Linked DNA regions of Capra hircus: region 2 is linked to region 1. Evidence: chromatin contacts called from public Hi-C data. All regions are on one chromosome and are shown on one strand. The core of a region is the stretch at or near the end of the contact, and the rest is flanking DNA. Distances in the headings are between cores, read along the strand shown. Region 1 has its middle 95 kb from the start of USP12. Region 2 has its middle 19 kb from the start of TRNAC-GCA.

Region 1 (5,009 bases), core at 685-3,184:
CCCTTCAGCCTCCCATAAAGCATCCTGAAATGGTTTTAATTCAACAGTTGTGCAGGATACTTATAAACACGTGAGTTTGAAAACCACTGACCTTGACTGGAAGGGAACTCTGTAGGTAGACTTTAGGCTTAATATTGCAACATAAGAAAACTGTCAATACAGTTGTGTACAGAACAGCGGTGAAGAATGCCTGTTTCCCTGTGGAGTCCCTCTGTTCTATTTCAGTCCCTATAACTTTAACCCTGAGAAGGAGGTTTGCCATTTAAGGAGTCACTAAGATGGGGAGCCCCCTTTTAACCTCTGGTCCATGAAGGGGAGAGCCTCATTTCAAGTAAGACTTTGAATGTAGGCTACTGACAAGATCTTCGGAAACCATGCACTTTTTAATTAAATTAAAAAAATTTTTTTGGCTGCACTGTGTGACATGTGAGATCTAATTCCCCAACCAGGGATTGAACCCACGCCCCCTGCATTGGCAGCATGGAGTCTTAACGATGGGGCCACCAGGGAAGTCTGAGAACCTGGCATTTTTGATGCCGATAATAAGACTGATGAGAACTCTGCAGACTGTCAGCATCCTTTTCTCTTTGGCCAGCTTGCCCCCAGAAGGACTCATCTAAACCCCCTGCTGCCATCTCTCCACCTGGCACCAGGCACAGAGTCTGAGCACAGTCATCACAGACCACCTCCAGCCAGCAAGCCTGTGTGCCCACCTACTCACGTCCTTTACAGGCTTCCCTGGTGGCTCAGTGGTAAAGAACTTGCCTGCCAATGCAGGAGATGCTGGAGATGCGAGTTTGATCCTCTGGAAAAGGAAATGGCAACCCACTCCTTGCCTGGAGAATCCCATGGACAGAGGAGCCTGGTGGGCTACAGTCCATGGGGTCGCCCAGAGTCGGACCCGACTGAGCACACACACGCTCATGTCCTGTATGCCTTCAGCCTTAGACCATTTCCTGATGGCAGTTGTGCTGCTTTGGAGACCCATTAAACCCAACTCCACAGCAATCCTTCAGGCTTTGTAGAAGATCTGAGTATTTAGACACTTGAGTTCTGCCATTTTGTTCAAGTTGGTGGAGGGAACCATCTGGAGTCCAGGGCATAGCTTGACATTGCCGGGTGATGCGTCAGACCTGATCAGAATCACTTAACTCCTTCTGACTGGCTGGGGCCCGCGGAGACTAACGTGAGTTGCCAATGTTAGATTGAAGAGTGGGATAAGTAGGTTTTGTGAAAGCCGACAGATATAAAATGGAAACAATTCACTCTAGGCTGCTGGAACAAGGCCGAGTGGCATGCCACCAGCCCGGGGACAGGAGCTGCCTGCAGTGGGGCAGCCGGCTGGCCGTAGCGTCCCCTGGCCAGCCAGGAAGGGCTGTGATTCCCAGAAGCATGGCTAACACAGCCACAAGACTCGCTGGTGGATGTGGGGACAAGTGGCCCAGCTGCTTTTACCTCTGCGGCTTTAGCTAAATTACAGAGGCTGAGGTGTGTAGGGACGCATCTTCAGGAAATAACACGCAGAAGGTGCCGTAAAACACTCGTGGGGCTCCATGTGCTGTTTATTTAGCAGTTTGTGAGGTGAAAAACACATCAGGGTAAACCTGCTTGCCGCCAGGCTTTTGTCTCGCTTGGTTTTATTGCTATCTCTGGGCTTCTGAACACACAGCTCCTTTTCCTTGAATACAATTTAAATCGTGAGTTGGGTGGGGAGGATAGAATCTCTGAAAGCAGCGTCATCAGCTGATGATGCGTGAGCAGTGTAGCATGTGCTGTGGACCCTTGTTAACTGGCCCGTGCGGTGGCGTGGAGTCCTTCCCGGAACGGGCTCCGCTGTCCTCAGTTAGCATCTGCCCAGGGACCCTGGGAACAGCTGGACCCTGGGGGCTGGCACGGGCGAGGGGGGCCGGGCTGGAGGTGGAGGGGGGCGCTGACCCTTGAGGGGCGGCTGCCCTCGCGGCCCACCTGGTCACCCCTTCTGACTGCTCAGCTAGAAAATATCGCTGATAATGGTGTCTGGGGAGAAGATAAAAGGGCTGAGTAGGGCCTGGAGAGGGAGAGGAATGGAAAGGGGATAAGAGTGGAGTAAGAGGAGAAAAGAGGGCTGAGCCAGAACATTCTAGAAAGCTGCCCTCCTCACTGGGACGTGCCTGCAGTCTGGAAAGCTGCAAACCCGGGAAGTCTGGCAGTGGGTCTTGGCTCATGTCGTCCTGGGTACACTCTCGGAAGCTGTTCCCCACCCTGGGCAGAGTCCAGGCCACCCCCGCCCCACCTCTGACTCCAGCTCGGGGCTGGCCAGGCTGGGCCCGGAGCTCCTCAGGGTTTCAGAGCTGGGAAGGGACCCTCTGACTCATTGGTTCAGAGAGCAGTTTTGTCTCCGTGGGGCCAGATTGGCGGTCAAGGGGGTAGCCTTCGCAGAAGGGCCCGTGTCCTGTTGAGTTCTCAGTCACGATCAGCCGCATCTCCTTCCAGCCCAGCTGCCGTCCTGACGTTGGCCAGTTCCCCATACAGGTTGCTGCCAGGCCCTGGGTCAGGGCTGAAGCTTCTGTCCAGTGGGGAGCCGGGGAACAAGCAGGCGCAGGGCCCGAGTGGCCTGGATGGGTCTTCTCAGCGCTTTCCCCATGGATCCCACCAGTCAGATAGCTCACGGCCTGGGAGCAAAACTCCCTGAGTTCCACGCAGTCCCCATGGCCCTCAGAACCCATACCCAGCTGACATCTTATTGTTTAATCTTTATTGCTAGAAAATTCAAAGGTACACCAGGGATTTCATACCAGGTTCTGCGGCTGCAAGATGGTTTCTCATCTTCGCTGGCAAACGAGGCTGGAGCGGCCTTCCCAGCCCAGAACATGGCCGATTACAGCGGGGTCACCAAGGCGGACTGTCCCTGGCTGTCATACATGTCCAGTGAGCATTTTTCCTGGGCCCTCCACTGTTCCTTCATCCGCTGTGGGCTCCTTCTGAGTCACCAGGTGCTGGACAGTGTTTCAGAGGAAGCCCGTCAGCATCCCCTTCCAGAGATGCCCTGACCCCTCCCCTGCCCACACAGGTGCACAGTTCCGTGCCATGGGCCACAGACATCCGGACAGCAGATGCTGCAAGCCATTAGAAAGGAAATGTCACAGCCAGGGCCAGGCTCACAGACCTCAGTGCTCGTAAGAATCACCTGGAGAGGACTTCCCTCGTGGTCCAGTGGTTAAGAATCCGCCTGCCAAGGCAGGAGACGCAAGTTTGATCCCTGGGTCAGGAAGATCCTCTGGAGGAGGAAATGGCTACCCACTCCAGTATTCCTGCCTGGAGAATCCCCTGGACAGAGGAGCTTGGCAGTCCATGGGGCTTCCAAGTGTTGGACATGACTCAGCATGCACGCGTTTAGCGTTTAGCTAGTGTTTCTCTAGTATCCTCTGAAACCCTGAGGTACAGGGCTGGGCTCTGCTGGTGGCAGAGACAATCCTGTTTGTTGGAAGTAGCTTGGAGAGGAGGCGGCCAGCCTGCAGAGCATCACGTGAGGGTGAGAGCCGGGAGGTGGACTCCTGAGGGAGCTGGGCCTCAGAGTCCACTTTGGGGGCCTCGGCCACTGTGTCCCAGGCTGTGACTGTGGAGAGGGCCACTACCGGAAACCACATGGGGTCCCCTCAGGGCACTGGCTTCTGTCTCCACCAGTGCCGTTCCCCACTGGCTCCTTCATATTCCATCGTCTCTGGCTCTCGCTGGCCGGGGTCGGGGTAGGAGGGGTGCAGTGTGTCCAGAGGCCCCCAGAAGGTGGGCAGTGAACCTGACCAGGTGCTGTGGCTCTCAGGGCCTGCGATCTTCCCAGGCTCGCACCCACACAGAGTCCATTTACCAACAGGGTCCCTTGGCCCTGCCTCCAGCTGCCTGTTGCTCTCTGTGGGCGCTGGGCATCTGTCAGTCAAGTTAAGGAGGGACAAGAAGAGGTGGGCTGTGGGTGGGGGAGCTCCCAGGAGCTTCACGTGCCCAGGATCAAGGGGAGGTGCACATTTGGGGGTGTTCTCTACTCTGAGGACTTAGGATGAGGATTTGGGGAGGGGGTGGTACAGTTTAAGAAAAATAAGACCGAGTTTGCTGGAGTTGTTTTTTTTTTAAGAATAAGAGAAAAATCTCATCAAGTTACAAATTTTAAAAAGCCTACAAATACCACAAACAGAAATGGACTTGTCTGTGAATAAGCTGCCTGGTGGAATATTTTTATGTTTCTTTACCCACGTGCATTTTGATTTTGTGATGCCGTTTTTCTATAGAGAGAACAGAGAGAACGTGGTGTGCTGGGCTGTGGGGGCAGGGCGGCCTCTTTCCCATCACCCTTTCAGGGAGCCAGGCTTGGGCTGCAGGGGTCAGGTGGACCCCCGACCCGTTCTCTCGGTCCTGGAGGACTGATTCTAGACTGAAGCTGGGCAGGATGCTAAGAGGTCTGACATGGGGGAGAAGAGGACACATTTCCCCGCCTAATCTTGGGGGCGAATGTGTCTGCATTTGGCAGTTGGTGTCTTCCCTTTTTCCAGCTGTCCTCTCTCTCCTACATGGTCAGTGAACTCCTGCCCCAACCTTGGGCTTCCGCGGTGGCTCAGATGGTAAGGGACCTGCCTGCAGTGCACAAGACCCTGGTTCGATCTTCACATCCCCGTGTGTGTGTGTGTGTGTGTGTGTGTGTGTGTGTGTGTGTGTGTGGTGTGTGTGTCTGTGTGTCTGTGTGCCTTTTCCCTTGGAGGAGGAAGCCCTCTGTGCTGTCAGACGTCTTGTCTTTGTTACCATCAGAGCTGGTTCACAGAGGCTGCCCTGGGTCCCTCCGCTTTCTGGCTGCAAATAGCATCAGGTCTTTCTCCCTAAGCCACCCTCTCTATGTAACCTGTATGTGTATGTTCGTTGCTCAGTCATGTCTGACTCTTTGCAACCCCATGTTCTATAGCCCACCAGGCTCCTCTTTCCATGGAATTTTCCAGGCAAGCATACTGGAACAGGTTGCCATTTCCTCCTCCAGGGTATCTTCCAGA
Region 2 (5,009 bases), core at 1,098-3,597, 580 kb before region 1:
AGATCAGTATTGGTTGCTTCCGCTTAACTGTGGGGGACATTGGGGCTTGGAAATATTGTGGCTTGTGTAATATTGTGACTTGTGTAATATTGTGGCTTGTGTACTGTGCTCCCCCCAAAAGTCACATTGATCAGTGAGTGAATGCCAATGCTCAAAAAAAAAATGTATATGAATAGAAATGTTTGGTACAGTGTCATTTGTGAGTTTGACATTTGAAAAATCTTATGTCTTGCAGTAAGGGTTTGATTAAAGTAATGAAGATATATCCATTCAGTGGAATGGTCAGGCATCTGTTAGAAATTATGATGTAGCTGTTCCCTAACTGACATGGGGAAGTGTTGTAGACACACTGACACACACACACAACACGGTTACAAAGCAACATGAACGGGCTGACGTGGTTTTGGGAAGCTGATATAAGTTTTTTTTTTGATATAAGTTTTGATAAAACTATTGACATCCGTTGGATCATAGAAAAAGCGAGAGAGCTTCAGAAAACATCTACTTCTGTTTTATTGACCACGCCAAAGCTGTTGACTGTGTGAATCACAATAAACTGGAAAACTCTTAAAGAGATGGGAATACCAGACCATCTTACCTGCCTCCTGAGAAATCTGTATGCAGGTCAAGAAGCAGCAGTTAGAACTGGACATGGAACAATAGACTGGTTCCAAATTGGGAAAGGAATACATCAAGGCTGTATATTGTCACCCTGCTTATTTAACTTTTATGCAGAGTACATCATGTGATATGCCAGACGGGATGAAGCACAAGCTGGAATCAAGATTGCCGAGACAAATATCAATAATCTCAGATATGCAGATGACACCACCCTTATGGCAGAAAGTGAAGAAGAACTAAAGAGCCTCTTGATGAAAGTGAAAGAGGAGAGTGAAAAAGCTGGCTTAAAACTCAACATTAAAAAAACTATGATCATGGCATCTGGTCCCATCACTTCATGGCAAATAGATGGGGAAACAATGGAAACAAAGACTTTATTTTTCTGGGCTCCAAAATCACTGCAGATGGTGAGTGCAGTCATGAAATTAAAGGACACTTGCTCCTTGGAAGAAAAGCTATGACCAACCTAGCTTTAAACAGCAGAGACATTACTTTGCCAACAAAGGTCTGTCTAGTCTAAGCTATGGTTTTTCCAGTAGTCATGTATGGATGTGAAAGTTGGACCATAAAGAAAGCTGAGCGCTGAAGAATTGATACTTTCAAATTGTGCTGGAGAAGATTCTTGAGAGTCCCTTGGACTGCAAGGAGATCAAACCAGTCCATCCTAAAGGAAATCAGTCCTGAATATTCATTGGAAGGGCTGATGCTGAAGCTGAAGCTCCAATACTTTGGCCACCTGATGTGAAGACCTGACTCATTGGGAAAGACCCTGATGCTAGGAAAGATTGAAGGCAGGAGAAGGGGATGATAGAGGATGAGATGGTTGGATGGCATCACTGACTTGATGGACATGAGTTTGAGTAAGCTCCGTGAGTTGGTGATGGACAGGGAAGGCTGGCATGCTGCCGACTATGGGGTTGCAAAAAGTCAGACACGACTGAGCTGAACTGATTGATATAACTTTAAAATTATGGAAAATTATATAGCAAAAATACCAACATCTACCATCTTGAAGAGACAGGATTCTAGGATGTTAAAATCATTTCACTTTCCCTTCCTTTTCTGAGTGATATAAAATGTAGAATGAAAGCTTCACACACACCATGAAAACTTCAGTCCCACCATGCTCAAGGGCGCTGTGACCTTGGACAAGTCCTTTATCCCCTCTGGGCCTCCTGTTCCATCTACCTAACAATGAGAAGGTGGTTTAATTTCAACACTGGCTTCCAGCTCTGACATTCCTTTTGGACTTAATGAATCTCATTTCCAGTAAGGGAGTAGGGGCAAGGGGGGAGTCAAAGTTTATCGGTCAAAGGGACTGATAAACAGTCCCTTGGGCAGTTTCTCTCTTATTTTGACCTGTTTCGATTGTTCTTTTCCCATCAGTCGTTTGAGAAGGGAAATCGCCAGAGATGGGTCTAGTCACTCTGGGAAAAAAGCACTTTTCCAGAATGACAAATTTTAACCTATACATTAAAACAAAACAAGCAAAACCCACTACCCATGGAAACAACACACTCCACAAACAAAAACCAGCTCCCCAAACACATCCCGCAGGCCTGTCCTGATCCCAAAGGCCCTTGGCGGCTTTCTTAAGATCACCTGTCGCTTACACACCGGAATAACAGTATCAATGGCCAGCAGATGTTTTTCGGATCGCCGGAGGGTCTCTGAGCACGTTCTCACACGGAAGCACGGGGAGATCCGGGCGGGGGGGAGGAGGCGGGGGAGAAGGAGCGGGTCCCGGCGCTCTCGCGGCGCGCGCTGGTCGGGTCACCTGGTAGCGCAGGCGCACCTGCCGAGCGCGCCAGGCTCGGCTCTCGGGCGCCCTCTGCCGTGCGCTCCCCGGGAGCGCCCGCCTGGCCGGGCCCGGGGCAGCCTTTTCCACCAGCTGGGTCCCCACAACTCAACGTTCCTGCGCCCCGCAGCCTGGCGCTCGCGGTTCCCAGGGAACTGAGAGGCCTCAAGCACTGTCTCAGTCGCCTATTAAACCCGCGAGCTTCCTTCAAACCCACAAATCTGCTCTCAGAGGAGAAGTCTTGTATTGTCTGCTCTTCTTCTCCAGACAAGAGGGATGCTTGTAGGGGAGACCCTTGCTCACTCCGGATGATGAAAACAAAAATACTTCCTGCAGTTAAGTGTAAGCATTGAATGTGCTTCTCGCGTATTCTTACACGGCCCCGCTCGAGGAGGGATCTGAATCTGAGAACGACCCCTCTAGAATCTTCTCACCTGCCTGCTCCCCCTCCCTTCCCACCGCCCTTCAATTTTCCAGGGGATGCCGTCACCTAGACCGCACGTCTTCCTGCTAGATGTGTGTGCGTATGTGCTAAGTCACTTCGGTAGTGTCTGACTTTTTATGATTCCTCTGTCCATGGGATTCTCCAGGCAAGAATCCTGGAGTGGGTTGCCATGCCCTCCTCCAGGGGATCTTCCCCAGCGATGGAACCTGTATCTCTTCTCCAGGGATGGAACCTGCATCTCTTGTAGGCGGGTTCTTTACCACGAGCACCACCAACCCAGATGTGCAGCAGCAGGAAATCACTAAACCTCTCAGTGGTAACAATATCAACCTCCTAGAACCCACTCGTGTATTCACCTGAGTCATTCTCCTATCCCAGCTGAGCCCTGGGCTTGGCGCTGGGGGTTTATGTCAGTGAACAAGACAGATGCTTTCTTTACTCTCCTGAAACTTACCACCCAAGGAAGGAGCTGGAGCTGAAAACCAATAAAAACACAAACGGTTGTGTGTCCCTATAGGGAAGGTGACACATGAGAGTAATTTAGGTTGAGACCTCACTGCCAGAGCATGCAAGCTCAGCCTGAGGGATAAATAAGAATAGCCCAGGTGGAAAATGCTGGACAAAGACTGAGACAGGAGGTGTCATAAATTGCGGGAGAGGCTGTGTGGCTGAGTCATCAGGAGTGAGGAGGACAGACAAAAGGCAGAGAAACTCTTGAAGGCTGAGCTATGCAAATAGATGAAATCCTAGAGTGAAGTGGAAACCATTGAATGGAGCCAGAGGAGCAGCAGCACGTCCTGCAGGTGGGTGTGGGTCTGGGGAAGGGGGTGGGCACAGCCACCTTCTGGGTCTCTGACTATGGCAGGAAGACTTGGTGGGGGGCAGTCAAAGCTACATCTTAGGGGGACTGTTGAGAAATGTACTCAGGATCGTTGCTCTCCAGGAAGGCACTTTTGGTACCAAACGTGTGTATTAATAGCTCTTTTCTTAAAAATTATTTTTGGCTTTGCCCAGTCTTAGTTACACAGCTCGAAGGACCTTCCTTGCAGCATGCCGAACTCTTAGTTGCAGCCTGCGTGGAATCTAGTTCCACAACTAGGGAACCCTCTGCATTGGAAGAGTAGAGTCTTAACCACTGGACCACCAGGGAGTCCCTTAACAGCTCTTGATGAGGGCATTTATTAAGTGGGTTTTTGTTGTTGTTGTTGTTGTTTTATATTTAGGATAGAATGGAAAGAAAGTTGAGAAATTTGTTTTAATGTGACAAGTTCAAATTTTAACTTTATTTTTAATTGGAAAGACAGGGCATTTAACTTTAGCAGTGGGCTCAAGTGAACACAGGACCTAGAAAGACATAGTGGGTGGGCCTGGGAAGAAGGGAAGATCCGAGTCAAGTCAGGAATTGGACCGGATTCTTTGCTGTCTTTCAGAATTTTCTTCAGGACTGCTGGGGCCCTGATGTGAGAATAACCAGATGCCAAGGAGCTCTGACAACTTGTTCTAACCTTTTAGTAGTAACTGAGATGCTCATAATGTGAGGCGAGCTCAGTATAATAGTTGTTGTTCAGTCACTCAGTCGTCTCGACTCTTTGCAACCCCATGGACTGTAGCATGCCAGGCTTCCCTGTCCTTCAGTATCTCCCAGAGCTTGCTCAAACTCATGTCCATCGAGTCGGTGATGCCACCCAACCATCTTATCCTCTGTTGTCCCCTTCTCCTCCTGTCTTCAGTCTTTCCCAGCATCAGGGTCTTTTTCAATGAGTTGGTTCTTTGAATCCGGTGGCCAAAGTATTGGAGTTTCGGTTTCAGCATCAGTCCTTCCAATGAGTATTCAGGGTTGCTTTCCTTTAGGATTGACTGGTTTGATCTTGCAGTCCAAGGGACTCTCAAGAATCTTCGCCAGCACCACAATTCAAATATAATAGAGATGCTTGTAATGCTAATGGTGACTTCCAGTTATCCAAGGCATCCGGTTAACTGAGGGCTGCCACAAAGAAAGCAGGGACTCGGTAATTCAGGCCAACCGTTCATTACACGAGGGGGACGCTACGTCCTTTGCTGGCTCCTGAAGCCCCCTTTGGGGAGGTGGGGGAGGGGAGGAAGGAAGGACGGAGCCCGTCCCTGGGCATTTCAGATGAGCCCCAG

Evidence for each region. A called contact is a pair of places that touch in the nucleus more often than the background predicts.
Region 2: a contact with region 1 is called in a Hi-C map of blood, with 7 times the contacts expected there. The contact joins two enhancer-like sites. A contact is called at or near these places in 2 of 5 Hi-C or Micro-C datasets (blood and liver).

Annotation. Positions count from the first base shown.
Region 1 is chr12:53,967,331-53,972,339 of ARS1.2, reverse strand. No RefSeq gene overlaps it. Among named protein-coding and RNA genes, the nearest start is that of USP12, 95 kb to the left of the region's middle. Within about 2 kb of position 1,934, at least 1 of the 5 cell types and tissues checked has an H3K27ac peak or open chromatin away from gene starts, as enhancers often do.
Region 2 is chr12:54,544,524-54,549,532 of ARS1.2, reverse strand. No RefSeq gene overlaps it. Among named protein-coding and RNA genes, the nearest start is that of TRNAC-GCA, 19 kb to the left of the region's middle. Within about 2 kb of position 2,347, at least 2 of the 5 cell types and tissues checked have an H3K27ac peak or open chromatin away from gene starts, as enhancers often do.